6 separate regions of the Mus musculus genome follow, and regions 2, 3, 4, 5 and 6 are each linked to region 1. The links are chromatin contacts, called in public ChIA-PET, Micro-C and promoter capture Hi-C maps. All regions are on one chromosome and are shown on one strand. The core of a region is the stretch at or near the end of the contact, and the rest is flanking DNA. Distances in the headings are between cores, read along the strand shown. Region 1 holds the start of Iqgap2 (IQ motif containing GTPase activating protein 2). Region 2 holds the start of Cert1 (ceramide transporter 1). Region 3 overlaps Polk (polymerase (DNA directed), kappa). Region 4 holds the start of Ankdd1b (ankyrin repeat and death domain containing 1B). Region 5 holds the start of Zbed3 (zinc finger, BED type containing 3). Region 6 holds the start of Aggf1 (angiogenic factor with G patch and FHA domains 1).

Region 1 (3,021 bases), core at 338-2,837:
CTTAGGATAGGATGTTCTCCACCCAACTCTTGCCTATTTTCAAACTCCACCTGACACCACACTTTGAAATCATACCACCTTCTCAGGCCATTGTGGTTTACAGCGATTTCCTCCCACCTCTCCTCACATAGACCATCTACTTCTTGAGGCCCTGCATCCTGGTGTTCATCCTGAGAACTGATGTGTGAGGAGTTCATCTTTGATGCACAGAATACGCAGTGCGTTTTAGAGTCCAACATGGCGTCTCTGAGACATGGAAGAAGCCTGGCTGACAGGCTGGTCACAGGATGAGTATTGCTGACCTGTGGCCATAGCATTAGAAGCATCTACTTTTGTGGGGAGGAAAATCCCTTTCATCCCATTCCAACAGGGTGAGAATCCAATGTCTCTAGGGGTGGGGGTGGGGAATCCTCTCGCTCTCATCTGATGAGACTTCCCTCTTCCTGTGCACCTAACTCATAGGCTGGCACAACTTCAGCTTCACTGACCACTTGTGAGAAACGCAAGTTCATGAGCCTCAACTCAGACCAACGGAACTGGAGGCGGGGCGGGGTCCAAGAGTCTGAATTTCAAGTTTCAAGAGTTCATTGTGTCTCCCAGAAAGCAGCTGGCTGCTCTCTGTAGATTTGCTTAATTAAAGGTGACTAGTGTCGCTAGACCACCTTTCTTCGGCTAAATCATCTCTTATGACCCTCTCTTTTGATGATTTTTTTTCAGTCATGTGATCACCCACATGCCCCACGTTTGTGAAAAAGCAGTGGCCCATGTTTGGGGGGGGGGGGCTCCCACATTCCTCCAGGCTCCAAGCAACCGCATGAAAACCGTGCTTTTAAAACAGCTACTTGTGGTTTCTGTCTCAAAAGCTGAGCCGGAAAGGGGTTTGTGGTTGTGCGACCCCGGCTGGGCCTGAGCGACAGTTTTGCACATTGGGGGCGGGCTGGCAGAGGGGTGGGCGGATGACTGGCAGTTGTGTTCTGAGTGTTGTTTGGAGGCTGTTAATCTTGCTCCTGCAGCCCGCGCACGAGCTCACCCTTACCGTTTCTTGTCAAGAAAGGGGAATCCTGTGTCTCGTAAGCCAAAAGTCATAAACAACTTTCGTTTATACCCCTAAATGCGAGAAGCAGGCGCTCGCGGGGCTCGGGGGTGGGGTGGGGAGGTGAGTGTGTGAGGGTTGTCCCCGTGCAATCTCTCTAGAGGAAAAGGAACTGCAATGTTTGTCTCTCAGTCACTGAGCAACACCCAGGCGAACTGGGTGCCTGTGGTCTGCTGTGGTTTTTCTTGCTCTTCCCTGCGCTGGTTCACTTCCACCCTCCGGATGCTCCAAGTCGCCCTCCATCTGTGCGCTGGGCTCCAGCTGCAGGGGTCCAGGGTGCCTCTCAGCCCCTTCCTCTCGCGGGAGGCGGGTCCTCGCAACCGGGCGCTGCGCTGTGCGGCCAGTAGGGGTCGCTGCACGGCGGCGCGCTCCCACCGCGGTGAATAACGGGGCCGGGCGGGAGGAGAAAGGAAACCTGCTGGGGGAGGCGGTACGGCCCGCGGGCGGGCGGGCGGGCGGGCGGGCGAACGAGCGAGCGAGCGAGGGAGGAGATAGTTCACTTTTGCCCCGGTGTCAGCGAGACGCGGCCGCCGCAGGCGCGAGTGAAGGAGCACCGAGGGAGCGGAGCGGTCAGCTCCGAGAAGCCGGGCGAGGGCAGCCCAGAGGTGGGATCGGAGCGCGCCCGCCGGGCGCGGAGCCCGCGAGCCTGGCCAGCGAGGGAAACCACGGGGGGCGCTCCCCGGGAGGGCCCCCAGAGCAGCGCAGGATGCCGCACGAAGAGCTGCCGTCGTTGCAACGGCCCCGCTACGGCTGTGAGTGTTCGGGCTCCCGTTGATCTCGGGGCGCCCCTCTCCCTGGGACGGCGTTGGGGAGGCCGAGGGGCTTGAGGGCGCGCTGCGGAGGGCAGCGGCTGGCAAAGTTGAGAATTGGAATTGCAAAGGAGCAGGGCGCGGATTTCCAAGCCCCTTTCTTCCAAATTCCTAATTGCAGCTTCCAGCTAAGTCCCTCCACCTCGCAAGCCTCAGCAGCTCTGGTGCAGATCAGGTTGTGGTTTAGGGGTATCAGGTGAGGAGCCCGCCTTGCTTTGGGCGCTGCCGGCTCGAGCCAGAGGGTGGCGTAGGGGATCCGATGCTTCCCACCCAAAAGGGGCGGAAAGTTTGTTTGCTGTCGCTACAGGTGGGCAGCGCAGCTCCTGTGCCCGCGCGCTCTGCGAGAGGTGAAGGCACTTTCCTGGAAGGGCAGGCTTCTCCTACTAGTCTCTTTTGGGCCTCACCTGAGCAGCTAGAGCCACTTAGGCCCCACAGGTGTGAGGCCCTTCCAGCCAAGGCCTCCAGGGACACGTACCGCCCCCAGCCACTTTCCCGGTGGCTCTCCCCGCCCCCGATCTCCTGCGCGGGAGGATTTCTGTAAGGACAGACTCTGAGCCGGTCTGATTGAAAGTGACGGTGTCGGTTACCCAGCCCCGGGCTGCCGGCGGCGGAAAGAGGTGGCTTTGACTAACAAGAGGGAGCCAGATTATCGCCAACCACGTGGCCCCTTGTGCAGAGTTCAGAGTCCTAAATATGCGCTAGGAAGTATTTCCTTTAAAACAAACAGAACGCTGGCTTCTTCTCCCGGGTTGGCCCTGTCGACAAACGCATGGCCACGAACCATGGGTTAATCTTTTGCTTGGACTGGTCTTGTTAGACGCAGTACCAGGTTTAGGTTAAGGTGGTGACAACTGCAACAGAGTTAGTGTGTTCATGTGGTTTGTGGTGTTTGGTAGGAGCACGGATGAAATTTTTGGAAGAGGGTCGCCAACTTCCCTAAGTCAGTCAGTCAGTCTCTCTCTCTCTCTCTCTCTCTCTCTCTCTCTCTCTCTCTCTCTCTCTCTCACACACACACACACACACACACACACACACACACACACACACACACACACACACACACACACACACATCCCAGTCTTGGAAGGGACTGTCAGAGGTGAGAGGTTTGTTTTTTCC
Region 2 (3,021 bases), core at 387-2,886, 650 kb before region 1:
TTCAAGAACACTAGAAGCAGAATGATTTCTTAATGGGCATTAGCACATGACTTAGTATCTTATGACCAGCTTGTTAAGGGACCAGCCCTGATTCTCCCTCTGGAAACTAACTGCTTGCTCTAAGCATTTCTTAAAGTTTAACAGGAAAGGACTGGGAAGTCATAAAGACTGAGTCTTCCCACAACAAAAACGTAAAATACAACACACTGTGAAATATTAACAAGATCACTTATTTCCAGCCCTATAAATTCTATCTAGGCTTAAAGGAAAGAAAGAAAGAAAGAAAGAAAGAAAGAAAGAAAGAAAGAAAGCTGAAACGGTGCTTTTAAAAGTACAGAGGCAAAACAAAACAAAAAATGTCTTTCCTTTCTGTACAAATACTGCATTACTAAATAACGCTCCTTTTCCTGAACTAAAGGTCGGTCTTCCTTCTGACACGTTCCAACTTACTATTAATATTTCTTATCCACAGCTTGCCAATTCAATAGCTCTTTTCTGAACTTGGACAAGGAGGGGGTAAGGTACAAAAGTGCCGCACACGCTTCCTACACCAAAGATCACTCACACCTCAAAGTTTACTATCTCAGATTTCAAGGCCAAACCCAGTCAACTGGTTTGCCTAAGTTACACCAATTAAGAGCCGAACAGCACCTGCCCCCATTCTGGTAGGGGCCTCCAAAATACAGTCTGAAAGGTCGATTTCACCGCCCTCCTGCCCAGCACTTCTTCAGACACCACGGGTTGCCCAACCCAGATTCCTACACCCCAGACAGCTGCGGCCTTGGGTTCCAAGTTACCAGATGCACCTTGCCTCCCGAACTAGATCACGGATTTAATACAAGCTTTCCAAGGTCCTCCGCCAAAGCTGACAGGATCCAGGAATTGGGGGGCTAGCGGTAAGGACAGTCCCAAGCACCTCCTATCCCATCCCTGGCCAGGCACTCATTCCAAGACGACCTTTCGGCCCCGCACCCCAGCACATTCCGCAGCCCCCGCCCCGGGACAGTCGGTGCCTCCAGTCCAGCCCCACCCCAGGTCCCGAGCGGCTCCCCCTCGCCTCGCGGCAGGTGAGTCCCGGCAGCGGATCCACGGTCCCCGCGGGGCAGCTCACCTTGCTGAGGACCCCGCAGCGCTCCACAGGCGGCCCGGACTCCGTCTCCGGATCCTCCTCCGAGCCCGACGAGTTCCAGCTCTGGTTATCCGACATGGAGACGCGACAGCCGAGCAGGAGACCGGCCCCCGCTCCGCGAGCTGCGCCAGTGCAGGCGCCTAGTCCCTGGGGTGAAGGGTCGGGGGATGGCACCGCCAAGAGAGCCCGCTCCGGGGAGTGAGGGAACAGGAAGAGGGACGAAGCGCGCCCGCCGCGCCGCCGCCGCCGCGCCTGACACCGAGCGGACCGGGGAAGGAGGACGAGCGGCGAAGAAAGCCTGCCCTTCCAGCCGTCAGCCGCCGTGGCCGTGACCCCTGCGCTGCGCCCGGCGCCGCCACCTGAACTCGGCCCCCTAGATGCCAACCTCAGTCAGGGAGGGAGGAGGGGAGGAAGACGGGAAGAGCCAAGCCAACGGCAGAGACCCAGATCCACTCACTCACACCTCCGCTACAGCCGCCATCTTCCTGCCGGGTCCACTATTTACCCTCCCTCCTCTCTCAGCTCCCTCCCCTCCGTCCTCCCATCCTCCCTCCACCCCGCCCCGGGCCCCTCCCGGCGGCTCGCGACGCTCCCTACCTCCGGCCCTCCCGGGTGACGACGGGTAGGGAAGGAGGCGGAGCCGGGAGAGGAGAAAGCTGAACAGGGAAGCCGCTGCGCTGCATTCTGGGAAGGCTGGCGCTCCGTCCGCCGCGCAGCCTCCTGGGAGTTGTAGTCGCAATCCTAGGCAACTGGTGTGTGTCCTGGGCGCGCCTAAAGGCTGGTTGCCTAGGGGAACCTTCTGAAGGCAAGTGGGCTTCTTTTGAGAGTTGCGTGCCCCTTTCCGTCCAGCCTGGCTTCCGATTCTGCCTTGCGTGTTTGTGACGAGCCAGCGAGCCGGGACGTGAGAACCCTCAGGTGAGGATGGTGGGCTGTGCGACGCTGCTTTCCGGAAAGCCCGGGAACATCTTTGCAACTTGCCTGGGCAAAAATGATAGGGACTCCGTCGCTTCACTCAGGTTAGGAGTTTATGATCTCTCCAGTCGCAAACTGAAGATTTGCTTCCTCTCTAAAACCGTCACTGTTAATTCCGAAGGACTACTGTCTATGTCTTCGGAAGTAGACTTAATATTTGACGTTTACTGCTGTTGGAGGAAGAATTCCTTCAGACTATTTTCTCACTGTTAATTTATAGAATTTTTATCTCGTGCAATTAATGTTGAGGTTGTCAGAGAACAAATAACGTTTAAAGAACTTCTTAAAAAGGAAATTAGGGTCATATTATATCCTGAAGTTTTCTCTTAGTTGTGAACAAGTATCTCCCCGGAGACCCATGTTAACCATCTTTTTCCTCCCCGGAAGACAGGATAACTTGGATAGAAACTTTCTATCATTAAGATCAAAATGCGAGTTTTACTAAATAATAAGGAATTAGGCAATAGGTAGCTATCAAATTCCTGATCATTTCCAACTTTGAAATTCCTTATTTAACTGCAGAAAGAATTTCTACCTGCTACCCAGATGGAAAAGTAAGAAATTTTGAGTGTTTGGGGGTAGGGTGGGGTGTTAAGGCACAATGACTAAGAAAAAACAAACAAACAAAACAAACAAAAACTCTGGGAGCAATCGAAGAGTCCTACACTCCACATGACAGGAAGTAGCCCTGAGAAGTTCTTGTGTAGAAGCATTCCTGGAGACTAAATGCAGTAGAATCTAAGTCTACTGTATGTCAGATACAAATGATTTTCCATCGTAAAATCATGACAAACATAACTGAAAGATATTCAAATGAATAAAACCTTAAGAGATAAAGATTTTAAGAATACCTTATCAGGGTGTTAAAACATAGCCCAAGGAGATATATGTACACACACACACACACACACACAGAGAGA
Region 3 (3,021 bases), core at 377-2,876, 620 kb before region 1:
ATATCTTTAATAGACACTTTACAGACACAGAGGAACATAGCTGGTGTGTTGCTCTGACTTTTGGGGGTTCATACAAATTTTGCAGTTTACCGTCCAGATAACCTGGAGAACTAGAAAGTGCTTTCCATTGAGCAGCAGAATTTCAGCTTTTGTTCCAGTTGTGCCCAGTGTTTGCTGGGAGCCTCGCTGGCATCTCTCAGAGCAGGAGTGGTAGGAAATGTGTCTTATGTTGATTATTTAATTGTTTCATTTGTTGAGCTTCCTCTAAAAGAAGCTGTGTGCGTGGGAGGAGGCTGAGGAAGTCCCAAGGAGACAAGAAGGTCTCAGAGAACGAAGATGTTTTCATAGGAAATGTTTCTATTTTGGACTCACATTTTCCACATGCTAGATTTGATTATGTGTGATATGATAGTGTAAATTCCTGCTGGTCAGACCGAGGTAAGAAGTCTGCATGCATGAGCCAGGCAGCTCGTTTGGACCCTCTTTGAATATCCTCCCCTGGACTCCACCCTCACCACACTCCTGGAAGGCAGGCATCTGGTTATCATATAAACTATCTTCTAATGAGCTCGTAAACTGGATAAACGAGCATCCACATTCTGTTAAGTGAGGCCACACAGCCAATCCGTGCATTTCGACCATTTTAACAACTGCCTTTGCTAACTTGGACCAACTCAGTAGACTTTATGGAGATACTAAGTCAAAATAAAAAGCAGAATTTCCAAATATTGTCCTAAATGTAGTAGAAATTGAAGGTTTTGAAAAGAAATTAGTATAGAGTGTGGATACACAATGTTAAAGACTGTTCAAAGTCTATTAGCCACAATTGGTATTTGCAGCTCTCACCCCAGCACTCAGGAGGCAGATGGGTCTCTGTGAGCTCTAGGCCAGCCTGTTCTACATAGTGGGTTCTGGGACAGCCAGGACTACATATAGTTTCCAAAACAAACAACTTCAACAACAAAGACAAAAAACCAAAGCCTGTGTTAGAAAAGATAAGACAAAGAAAACAAACTTTGGTGTAACCTGTTTCCCAAGTCCAGCTCTCCCACGTCAGCTCTATGACTCAGAACAAATCTCTTAATCTTAGTAAACTTTCATTTTCTCATTTATAAGACTAATAATTGTAATCTCTGAATTATTCTGACTAGTAAGTGAGTTTTTGTGGGAAGAACTTAACACCTGACATACTCCATAACTGTCCCTTCTACCTTAGAATGAGAGGTAGTCAGCGAGCCCTTGCCATACCCCTCTCCAAGAACACGTTGTGCAAGCATCTCTTCATTCCTTCAACAACCTTTTGCCATTAGTTTATTAGAATTAAAGATTGTAAGAGAGGGCTAACATAGCCACTGTCCTGTGCCTAATGAGAAGCGTTACTGAGAACCAGAGGAAGGTCCTTATTTTTAGCCCCGGTGACACACGAGTTCTCAGAAGTAACAGGAGGAAGAAGAAGGTAAATGTTACAGCCACCAAGTAGACTGTGAAAGGCCTCAGGGGAAAGTGATAAACGAACCATGATCGAGAAGTAAAGGGGGAGAAATGTTGGGAAGCTAAGGCAGGCGCTGTGCATTGCGGAGAGCAGAGAGCGTTCAGACAGGATGGGTGGGTGACTAAGAAGAGAGTAAAGGAAGATGGAAGAGATGAGTCACACTGTGAGGCTTCCTCTGGGCAGCTGCACGCTTGCATCGAGTACAAGAGAGAAGTTCACAGAAGAAACCGTCCCAGCGTTAATCATGAGTGTGAGGAGGTTTCCCTCGCGGTTGGCTTTCTATTTATCTTCTGCTTCTCTATATTATTCCAAGCCAAAATATTTCAGGTGCCACTCCTTTATTCTTACTTCATTCATATTTTAGGCATATTGTAATTATTACAGCTTATCTACTATAATAAGGGCCACAGTGGAAACAAGAAATCAAGCAAGAGAGCATTGGTTCTCTGGCATGGAAGACAAAGCTGCAGCCGAGTTTCATAGTATATTTGAGTTGACCCATGAAGCCTGTGACAGAGCTCAGGGTATTCTAGATAGGAGCAACCCAAGAAGGCAGAGTCCCTCAGGTCAGCGAGAGGGGTAGGCTCAGCAAGGTTAGGCCTGTGTACACTGTCAGGGTCTGCTACAGGCAGATGGGATTCGGGTCTTGTTCCTAAGAGAAGAGCTGCAGTTTTAATCTCCAGCTAGTGGGTGGGTGGCTGGTGTGTCTGTCCTAAGACCATGAAACAAGTATTCTGTAAGTGAGGGCAAGGCTGAAGACAGCACGTTCATGGGGGATGGGCAGGCACAGCGAGCTCTCCCCCTGATGGCTTTGCCTTCCTTTAGGCGCTCACTGGGTTCTCCAGAGCTGTTTCCCCCTCTCCTTGGTTACTGTGTTCTGCCTCCGTTGCTCCTCTCAGTAGTAGATTCCATGTGCTGTGTATGCGGTGCTTGCTTTATGGCTGTCTTCTGTTATGATTTATGTTAATGATCTAGGCAGCTTCCTATAGGTTGACAAAATTAAACCTGTCCCATAGCCCTTTGCAGGGTAACCTGGGCAAGCACATATAGAGCATTAGTAGAGGCTGCCCATAAAAACGGTATGGGGATGCTTGCTATGTAAACTTTTCTTTACTCGCCTATTTTGTTTCTCTCCGTGTTCTCTTCTCTTTTTTCTTTCAACCCAGTAATTTTTCTCTGAACAGGCAAAAAAGTTTAAAGATTACAACTCTGCATTGTTATATTTGACATGTATATTAAAGTTTTATGAAAAATAAGCTACATCTTCAGTTTTTAATTGATATTGGTATAGAATAACTATTTCAGATATTAGCTCTTCTCCTGGCTAGTTTTATGTCAACCTAACAGAAGCTAGACTCAGGGAAGAGAGACTCGGAACTGAGAGAATGCCTCCATAAGATCAGGCTGTGGTGATTGACATGGGAGAGCCCAGCCCACTGTGGGTGGTGCCACTCCTAGGCTGGTGCCCTGGGTTCTAGAGACCAAGCATGCTGAGCAGACCAATGAGCAGCACCCTCTATGGCCTGTGT
Region 4 (3,021 bases), core at 62-2,561, 580 kb before region 1:
GTTCTCAACTTTTAGGTTGCATGTCAGGTATTTACATTACAATTCATAACAGTAGCAAAATTATAGTTATGAAGTACCAAAGAAATAATTTTGTGATTAGGGGTCACTACAACATGAGCAACTGTGTTCAAGGGTCGCAGGCAGCATTAGGAAGACTGAGAATCACTCGTGCAGAGCATAAAATCACAATGCTTCTTATCTTGTTGAGAGCTTTAATACGGAGAGAGCCCAGTTGGGAGTTTGGAAGCGATTTGTGTGCTGTAATTATTAGAATAACATGGTTCAGAATTCTGTGGAGTTAGTCTGATTTCCACTGTTAATATACTGATACTCTTTTCCTGTACACTCTCATCTGGTAGTTGGGATTTTATTTATATTGTTTTGTATCCCATTTTCCATTCACATATGATACTTTGCATGTTAGTCCTGCCTTATATTTCTACTAGTATTCATTGTCGTATACTTGCTATTGTTTTGATCATAATATCCTACTATAAAGATTAGGCCTTTTTTTTTTTAAGTTCTAAATGGAACTCTGCTAGGTACACTTTGTCATGTTGGGTTTTTCCCTTGATACATCGAGAAACACTGATTTGAATTTAATACTGAAAATTTGGTGCACAGTAATTAGAAAGCAAAGCAAGCTTTAAATGGACATCGATATCATATATATTTTAAATTCATTGTATGTGAGTACCACTGAGGCCAGAAGAGGGCATTGGGAGCCCTGAAGCTGGAGTAACAGCTGGGTTGAGCCATCCAGAGCTGGTGCTGGAATTCAAACTCTAGGCTTCTGCAAGAGTGGTAAGTGCTGCTGAGCACTGAGCCATCTTTCCAGCCCTAATATTATATAATTTATATTAAAATGAAACACCTCACCAATTCATAACAGAAAATAAAAGTCATTTTACCTCTTTTATTTGAAGTTTATTTGAAGAGTCAGGATTTCTTGGACCTGTTTCTGAATTATTTTAATTTCTAACAGACCAGCCAAGAAAACTGGTAATTTCATGACTATCAAATGAAAAATTGAGTCTTTTTTTTTCAAGGAGGAAATTCTGGAATCCCAACTAGGAAGTATTTAATATTGAATTTCCAGTAATGAGTATGGACTATAAATCAAACCCAGATATTTTTAAACTGTACAGGGAACTGATGGATCATGAACTGAGCATTTCCGAGGGCTTGTAGATTTCTAGAAACGTTTCCTTTTGTGTAGAGCCAAACCCTAGAGTACATGGGATGCCACACCTAAAGGCGGACACCGCAGACCAGCCCAAGACAGGGAAGGGCTGGAGAACGGAGGGCCTGTGCCTAGCCATTGGCTCCAAAGAGAGCAGGCTCAGTCCTGCGCTCCTGCGTGGCGCATTTGCAGTCCAGCTCCACACCTTAGTGGGGTCCCTACAGCAAGGGTGACCATGAACCCTGAGAGTGCCCAGGGCCACGGAGCGAGGGCTCCGATGCTCCAGGCAGCCAGGGGCCTAAAGGCCAACCTGAGGGATGTAGCCACCAGACCCTGGAGGAGCCTGGCCAGGATGCCGAAGCCGGAGGTGCAGGACCCGGAGACAGCAGCTGCAGGACATGAGGGCTGTGAGTCCTGGGATGAGGTGTGATGGGCAGAGGGTGGGCTCAGGCCAAGAAACTAGAGGGACACTCACTGAAGCCTGGAAGGATACAGGTACCTGGCAACCCTCAGGATGTTCTCTAATGCTGCCCCTCGCCCCCTTACTGGCTGGTTTTTAGCTTTGAAGTTGTCACCACTGAGTGTTGATCCACACCCTATACTCTGGATGGGAGGGTCGTTTTTTTCTAAGCGGAGGAGGAGATTGTTTAAAGAAATGAGTAAGCCCTTGTCCAGATAAGGAAAGAATTCCTTGTGCCTTTGTCTTAAATCACGGTTTGCGCGCAGATTTATTTGTGTGACTTCAAGTCACTTAACCTTGTTGGGTTTAGGTTTCTAAAGCTTGGGGAATAGATCAGCTATGCCTCGGGAATAATAACACAAATTGAGCGAGGCTACACAGAGGAAGTCTTCAGGAGCGGAAAATAAAGGACTCGTGTATCTTCAGGGCACACTATGGGCTCGCGTAGGTGAACTCTTTCCTGAAGCCCCGGCCTTGGCAACTGTGTATCGTTTCCTTAATATAATGTGCAGTTACTTAGTTTCTTCCAGGACTATGTTCTAGGGCCTAGTACTTTCAAGAGATGTTTCAGGAGGACAAGGCAGCTCCTGGGTTTGTGGGGCTCGATTTCTGTTGTGGAGGAGGCTGACGGATCATGAACAAGGAAGTTACAGGGGTGACAATTTTAGGGAAAGGCCACCAAGTAAAGTGACCTGGGTGGCACCAGGGCACAGGAGGACTTTAGGTCAGGAGACAAGAGCATGTTTGGGCAGGCACTCAAATGAGAGGAAACAACCAGCCACGGGAGGTTCAGGTAGAAACTGAGACAAGCAAGAGTCAAGCGGATGCAGACGTGGAGTCCCTAAGATTAAAATGGCGAGAAGGCCCAGCCATTGAGGGTCGTGGTGAATGAAGCTGAGAGCTACTGAGACTGGAGAGGGTTAGACTTCAGATGGTGAATGTCTTCTAAGGGTTGAAAGCTCCACACTAGCTAAATCTTTTAGTGAGTGGGGTTAGTGATGTGTTTATAAAAAGATAAAGGAAAAGGGGGAATATGTCCTATGGAGGTGTGGTGAGGTATGGGGAAAGGGGATGTCTCAGCGGGTCCGTGCCAAGGCATCCCTTCCCCCTGAGGGACCAGGATGGTATAGTATAGAATAGAGTTTATTCAGGGCATGGGGAGGGGAGTTAAGAGGGTAGTAGAGGCAGAGAAAGGCGCGGGGGTGGGGGTGGGGGGGGTGGATAGAGGAGTAGAGGCCAGTCATGAGCATGTGGAGAGATGGGGGGGGGGGGGAATGGGGAGAGAGGCAGGAAGGGGTGAAGGGACAGAGAGGGAGCAAGAAGGCTAAAGAACAAGAGAACAAGAGATCAAGAGAGGGAGGAGGGGGCAAGCAGCCCC
Region 5 (3,021 bases), core at 186-2,685, 570 kb after region 1:
TGTCACTTGCCTTGAACTATTTGAGGCCAAAGTGTGCACTAATAAACAGTACTGGAATCACCAGGAATTTAATCCCATGAATTTAATCCAAGCCCTTGGGAGGCAGAGGCAGGTAGTCTCTGTAAGATCCAGGTCAGCCTGGTCTACACAGGCAAGTTTCAGGTCACCCAAGGAAACAGACCCCGTCTTAAAAAAAAAAATAAAATAAAAAATTCAGAACACCACTAATTATCTCAACTCACGAAACTATTCAACAGCTGTTCTAAACACCTTTGGAGCTCAGCAATGGCAGGTACTTTTTTTCCAATGAAGGAAAATCCTATTCTTTTTAGTAAAGCTTTAAGCCGGCCACAGAAGGCTTGCACAACCAAAGGCTCCAGTGAGCCAGGCCCGGATCAGGAAACTCTTTTGTGTCCAGTGGAGGAGGAGATTCTGGTTTACTCTGGTTTACACCGGTTTTCTTACAGCCCCCCCCCCCCCCTCCACACACACACACAGGTGGGAAACATTAACCAAGTCGCAATTAGCGCATGAGGCTCAAAGTCACTCTCCACCGAGGCAACTTTACGGGGACAGTTCCCCCTCTTCCCCACCCCCCACCCCCCGGAGCTGGTTAACCAAAGAGAGCGGAGACGCTCCAGAAGGTTCCGGAAGCCCGCAGGCTGGGCCCCTCCGCCAAGCCTGGGGTGGTAGGCATCCCCTGCAGACCCCGCGGCTGCGACCCTGGATCCCACGGCCTAGGGGCTCCCGAAGTCCCCGAGGTCCTGCGTGGCGTCCCCCGCACCCCTCCACCCCGCGGTTTCTCCGATCCCGGACGTCCCCGCGGGCCCCTGAGATCACTGCAGCCCCTGGTGTCCCTGCGGTCGCTCCCGCCAAGCCAAGCCACGCCACCGAGCCCCAGCCAGCCACGCTCACCCGGACGCCGCGATGGTCGCCCCTCGCCTCCGGGCTCCTCGCAGACATTTTGTCCTGGACGGAAAAGGCCGATTCCCCCTTAAAGACACAGCGCTCAATTTGCGCGTCTCGGGGCGTCCATGGGGGGCGGTGACGCGTGGTCTGGACGCCGGGGCGCCGCTGCTAAACCATCCGGTCCGGGAGGAGTTTAGAGTAACGGATGGAGAACTAGTTTAACGAATTGAAATCTGTCGGAGGTTTTTAAACGGTGCAATAATAGCGCAGGGATGCTGAAAGCGTTTTAACCGTGGCTCTGCACGTTTGCGCGTTAACCTTCCAAGCCCTTGGATTCAGCGGGTCCAGATCCTCAGCTGGGCGCACTGCTCGCTCGCATTCTTACAGATTAAGGCCTCTGATATGGCACTAGTCAGAAGTCCTTGCAATCAAGGTCTTAGGAGGAAAAGGTGTCCACCCAAACCACCAGCACAGGGAACTACCTTTGTCTTCATTATATTCAGTTAACAGCGTCTGCGTGATTTACAGTTACATCAGCCGCTAGCGGCTGCGTTCTAAGGCGGGTTTCTGCATTCCACGCTCCAGGTGGAAAGAGAAACCTTTTTCAAGACCAGCCCGCTGAGGTGCGGGCGAGAGCCTTGGGGCTTTGCAGGCTGACGGGCAATCCTGTTGTGTAGCGTTTTGCTGTTCCAGCCGTTCAAATATTCCCACCATACAGATTTTTAATCTATAAATAGTCGCAAGGAAGTGACTTGCCAAATTCAAGAACGCACCAGTTAGCTCTTAACGCACAGCTGGCACGTTCTGCCCTTCATTCATAAAAACAAAACAAAAGTCACTAATTTGTTGCTTTTTAATTTAGTGTTTTTGCGTGGTGGTGGTGGTGGTGGGTGTCTGTGCATGCATGGGTGCAGTGTCAGTGGAATCCAGAAGAGGGCGATGGATCGGCGGTAACCGACTCCCCGCCCCCCCACCCCAATCATCTCTTCAGCCCACATACTGCTCTGCTCACATTCTATTAGTCAAAGTAAGTCACATGAACAATGGGCACGAAGCCTTGCTAGAAGACAATAAGCAAAAAGATATAAATGTAAAAAAAACAAAAAAAAACAAAAAACCAAAAAACCAAGAAATTCTTTTGTAGGTAATACAATCCATGTTAACTGCTTTGGTTCAAGTGGCGCTGGGGAGGAGCACCTTGCTCATGCAGAGCACGTGTTTTGCAGTGGAAATATTATAACCCTCCTCACTTAAACACACACACACCTGATAGACCTATTTGTTGACTTTCTTCTATGCCAAGAATTTCAGAGAAAAGAAAAATCTTGTTGGGTATCACGAAAGGAATACTTTTGCAATGGCGAGATTATTAGATTCCCCTCTTTCAAGATTGACCTAAATGTTTTCATACAATATATTTTGATCATATTCTTTTGTAACCCAGCAAACCAGTAAAACAAACAAACAAATGAACGAAAACACATTTTAAAAAGTGTGTAAGGATTCTCTAGAGTAACAGAACTTACAAACCGAATTCCTCTCTTTATATAGAGAAAGGGGGAAGTTTTAGAATGACTTACAGGCTGTGGTCCAGCTAACCCAACAGTAGCTGTCTATGAATGGAAAATCCAAGAATCTAGTAGTTGTGTCTCAGCTGGTCTTCAATAGAAGCTGGAATCCTGCAGGAGTAACCGCCGCCGCTGGCGATGGACTTGCCAGTTAGGCCAGAGTACAGTGGCAAAAAGCAAAAAGCTGTCTTCTCCCGTGTCCTTATATAGGCTTCCAGCAGAAGGCGTGGCCCAGATTAGGGGTGGGGTTTTTCTGGCTCAAAAGATTAAAGGTGTGTCTTTTTACCTCAAAGATTCCTGATTAGAAGTGGATCTCCCCACTTCAAATTAGGTAAAAATCCCTCACAGGTGTGCCTTTCATTTTGGGGTTTTAGCTAGTTTCAGATGCAGTGAGGTTGATAACCAAGAATAGTCATCACACATGGAGACAGTTTTGTATTGGCCAACTACCGTGAGCATGAGGCCCATCCTGGTGTGGGTTGGTAGACAATATCTCACTATTCTCTCCCTCTCCCTGCAGGTGTAAATTGCAATCGGCTCTTTG
Region 6 (3,021 bases), core at 182-2,681, 520 kb after region 1:
CTTATGTTAACACAAGCTTTACTACTGAGCTAAACCCAAGCCTAACTCTTTGTTTCTTACTAAGATTGTTGCTATTCTTCAGGACAGCATATTGCTATGTTGCCTAGGCCAGACAAGAACCCAGGATCCTCCTGCCTCAGCTTTTCTTGCTCTGCAGCTCTGGCAGGCCAGGGACTTGCTCTGCCACAGGCTGTCAGTTCACCTGCCTCTGTCTTCTGAGTACTTGAATCACAGGCTTGTATCACCACATGTGACTCTGTACTTTTGAGTAAAGATTTTATTTAACCTTTGTAGCCGAACACTGGAAAAATTCACAAAATGAAAATAAATACTTCTCTTCAGTCTTTTAAAAAGCCCCATCGTATATATTCACTGTACACAGTACTGTGTCGCATAAGGGCATTTTCATACTTTTTTTACATTAAGTATATTCTTTCCTTTACCTTGGCCTCATTTCTCCCCCTTACTAATCTCTTCTCTTCCCCTACACAGTTGCTGTTACTCTCATGTCATAAAAATAATTATCTTTATCCTTATCTATTTATGCTATTAGCAGATCAGATAATATAGATAAATGATTTTATAAATCTATACAAAACCTAGGAACCATGTGTAAGAGAAAACACATGGTATTTGCTTTTCTGGAACTGGCTTAATTCCGTATCTCCAGATATATCTATTTGTAAATATAAACCATTTTGCTACAAATAACTTAATTTTATTTTAATTTATCGTTTAAAAATACATTGCGTATATATGCCATATCTTCCTTAATTCACAACACTGTTGTTAGTCACCTTGTCGGGTTTTGTAACTTAGCTATTATAATTAATATGCCAAGTCTCTCTGTGATATGTTGACTGGGAGTCAGGAGTGGCTTTGCTGGGTCACATACTGACTATGTATAAAAGTAAGGTTTTTTTATTCATATTTTTTTTTTTTTTAAAAAAAAGGCATCCTACAGAACCATCGCGATTATATGGTTGTTTTATGGTAACAGACTAAAGGAGAGCTCATAAGTAGTCCTCCAGTAACAGGAACGGGACAGATGATAGTGATGGTCTTGCAAAGCTATGTAAAGGACATGCTCTTAACAAAGCTATGTCGTGTGAATCCCTTTAGTCTGGGAAGAGAATTCAATGTTAAAGTTCCCATTATAAGGCGAACTTACAAAGTGCACTTCTAAGAATACTTGTACATTGGAAGAACCCTCGATTTTGAATGGGGAAACATTTCACCAATCGGACTCAAACTCCTACACTACAATACAAGGGAAACAATCGGAAGTAAAAACACAGGCCGTTGTTTGGGCACATAAACACCAATTTGTACCCAGCTCCTAGCCCCGTGTACCAGCGCGATCAGACCCTTCTAGCTTTCCGTCGCTTCCTTTTTCCGTCTTGGCTCCGCCCTCCTCCGGCTTAGCGTTTCCGGCTCAGCCCGGAACTAGAGGCTTCCGCTGGGTTCGCTTTAGTTCTCCCGTCCGCTGGCTTCCCGGAGACTGTCACCGGGCGGGTGTCCGCGCGGCCCGGGTAGAGTCGGCTTCGTCCCCAAGCTCGCAGTCCCGGCCGCCGTCTTCGGGGGCGACATGGCCGGGGCCCGCTGCGGTCGTCCGAGCGTGAGGCCGCCCCTCGCAGCCCGCGCGCTCCAGTGGCCCCTGGGCCAGTGGGCCCCGGTGTCGTCCTAAGCAGCCCGGTCCGCGCCCCGCGGGCTCGGCGCTCACGGCCGCATGGCCTCCGAGGCGCCCTCGCCGCCTTCGCCTTCTCCGCCGCCGCCCGCCTCTCCGGAGCCGGAGCTGGCGCAGCTCAGGCGGAAGGTGGAGAAGTTGGAGCGCGAGCTGCGGAGCTGCCGGAGGCAGGTGCGGGAGGTGGAGAAGCTGCTGCAGCACACGGAGCGACTCTACCGCAACGCCGAGAGCGACAACCAGGAGCTCCGCACGCAGGTACGCGGCTGCCGGGGCCAGACCTGCTCCACGGACCCTGGGAAGTCATGACAGCCCAGAGCTGGTCAAAATCCCAAAGACCTGTGGAGCCAGTTGGCCAGTGCCAGCCAATTGGTTTGGGCAGTTGTCTCAGGGCAGGCGAGAATGAACTTCAGCATGGGCTACATGGTCTTGATCGTCTGTCCTACTGGCAATGGGCGCATTTATTTGGGGGGGGGGGTCACGTTTAAGAGTTTTTTGTTATTTGTTTTGTTTGGTTGAGTTTTTAATTCTTATTTTGGTTGATACGAAATCTCCATTTGGGGCCTTGAACTTGCTGTGTAACAGAGGATGACCTTGAAGTTCAACTTTTGATCCATGTCAACACTTCCCAAGTGCTGAGGTTGTGGGCTTGCATTTTTCTCCACCGCCCCCCCCCTTCGCCCCCCAAACACACACATTTGGGATTCAATTGAGAATCTACGCAGGTCAGCCTGGCTTAGGTCTTAAAATGCAGCCCAAGTTTGACTCAAACTCAGACTCCCTCCTAGGCTGGGATTTCAGGCATGAGCCAACACCCACCCATCCCCTTTTGAGAACTTAGAATGCCATTTCCTACCTCGTGTTTCCCTGCTGTTTATAAAGTCAGGGTGATAATAGTGTACAGCAGTGACGTTTAAAAGCAGGAACATAGTTTAGTTTTACACTCTTGAACATACTCCATGTGTAAGGTGACCTCAGTTATCCTCTTGGGTTCACTTGTAGGAAGGTACATCCGCCTTTCTTACAGATACTAGAAATGTGTTTCATTTTCATAATCTGTAGTGAGGCAGATGCTTGACAGTGATGCTTAAAAAACAATACAGTTTTACCTTGTTCATTGAACAGTTGCATATTATCCTAACAAGTTATTTCCAGATACTTAATTTTAACCTAATGTTTTCTCCATAATTTAGTGTCTTATAAAACTACATCTCTAGTCTAGATACTGAAACGTCATCAGACTTTGTCATCCTGTTCTTTATATAGTGTGTATAATGTCTGGGTGGTGTATTTATGCCTGTATGCATGTAGAGGCCAGAGAGTGACAGCAGGTGTCC

What was found. Promoter capture Hi-C pulls out the DNA fragments that hold promoters and counts their contacts. A called contact is a pair of places that touch in the nucleus more often than the background predicts. ChIA-PET counts read pairs in DNA pulled down with a chosen protein or histone mark.
Region 2: a contact with region 1 is called in a Micro-C map of embryonic stem cells, with 2.9 times the contacts expected there. The contact joins the promoter of Cert1 here to the promoter of Iqgap2 in region 1. A contact is called at or near these places in 4 of 39 promoter capture datasets (cranial neural crest, hippocampal neurons, liver and 1 more), 5 of 484 Hi-C or Micro-C datasets (CD4 T cells, Th1 cells and embryonic stem cells), 4 of 115 datasets of contacts at active chromatin or transcription factors (effector CD8 T cells, embryonic stem cells, memory CD8 T cells and 1 more) and 1 of 9 other capture datasets (pancreatic islet).
Region 3: a contact with region 1 is called in an RNA polymerase II ChIA-PET map of memory CD8 T cells, with 11 read pairs. The contact joins the enhancer-like site here to the promoter of Iqgap2 in region 1. A contact is called at or near these places in 4 of 115 datasets of contacts at active chromatin or transcription factors (bone marrow-derived macrophages, memory CD8 T cells, microglia and 1 more) and 1 of 9 other capture datasets (liver).
Region 4: a contact with region 1 is called in a promoter capture Hi-C map of embryonic stem cells, with 2.5 times the contacts expected there. The contact joins the promoter of Ankdd1b here to the promoter of Iqgap2 in region 1. A contact is called at or near these places in 4 of 39 promoter capture datasets (embryonic stem cells, hippocampal neurons, liver and 1 more) and 1 of 115 datasets of contacts at active chromatin or transcription factors (acute myeloid leukemia).
Region 5: a Micro-C map of embryonic stem cells shows a contact between it and region 1, with 3 times the contacts expected there. The contact joins the promoter of Zbed3 here to the promoter of Iqgap2 in region 1. A contact is called at or near these places in 1 of 484 Hi-C or Micro-C datasets (embryonic stem cells) and 3 of 115 datasets of contacts at active chromatin or transcription factors (embryonic stem cells, memory CD8 T cells and pro-B cells).
Region 6: a contact with region 1 is called in a Micro-C map of embryonic stem cells, with 4 times the contacts expected there. The contact joins the promoter of Aggf1 here to the promoter of Iqgap2 in region 1. A contact is called at or near these places in 8 of 39 promoter capture datasets (the SN4741 cell line, cranial neural crest, embryonic stem cells and 5 more), 11 of 484 Hi-C or Micro-C datasets (the Ba/F3 cell line, the G1E-ER4 cell line, the N1E-115 cell line and 5 more), 5 of 115 datasets of contacts at active chromatin or transcription factors (embryonic stem cells, fetal liver, forebrain and 1 more) and 3 of 9 other capture datasets (adipose tissue, liver and macrophages).

What each region holds. Positions count from the first base shown.
Region 1 is chr13:95,890,488-95,893,508 of GRCm38.p6, reverse strand. It overlaps Iqgap2 (IQ motif containing GTPase activating protein 2), which reads left to right and starts at 1,587. Exons shown (of 36, transcript NM_027711.1): 1 at 1,587-1,845. The coding sequence starts at 1,800.
Region 2 is chr13:96,541,350-96,544,370 of GRCm38.p6, reverse strand. Cert1 (ceramide transporter 1) reads right to left here and starts at 1,636. Exons shown (of 18, transcript NM_023420.2): 1 at 1,112-1,636. The coding sequence starts at 1,207. Polk (polymerase (DNA directed), kappa) reads left to right here and starts at 1,792. Exons shown (of 15, transcript NM_012048.3): 1 at 1,792-2,044.
Region 3 is chr13:96,509,421-96,512,441 of GRCm38.p6, reverse strand. All of the region lies in intron 3 of Polk (polymerase (DNA directed), kappa), which reads left to right. Among named protein-coding and RNA genes, the nearest start is that of Polk, 32 kb to the left of the region's middle. Within about 2 kb of position 1,626, at least 177 of the 459 cell types and tissues checked have an H3K27ac peak or open chromatin away from gene starts, as enhancers often do. A contact at or near this core is called in bone marrow-derived macrophages, liver, memory CD8 T cells and 2 more, where this site is marked.
Region 4 is chr13:96,469,509-96,472,529 of GRCm38.p6, reverse strand. It overlaps Ankdd1b (ankyrin repeat and death domain containing 1B), which reads left to right and starts at 1,311. Exons shown (of 15, transcript NM_001369169.1): 1 at 1,311-1,590. The coding sequence starts at 1,419.
Region 5 is chr13:95,323,239-95,326,259 of GRCm38.p6, reverse strand. It overlaps Zbed3 (zinc finger, BED type containing 3), which reads right to left and starts at 1,435. Exons shown (of 2, transcript NM_028106.3): 1 at 916-1,435.
Region 6 is chr13:95,373,767-95,376,787 of GRCm38.p6, reverse strand. It overlaps Aggf1 (angiogenic factor with G patch and FHA domains 1), which reads left to right and starts at 1,431. Exons shown (of 14, transcript NM_025630.3): 1 at 1,431-1,942. The coding sequence starts at 1,730.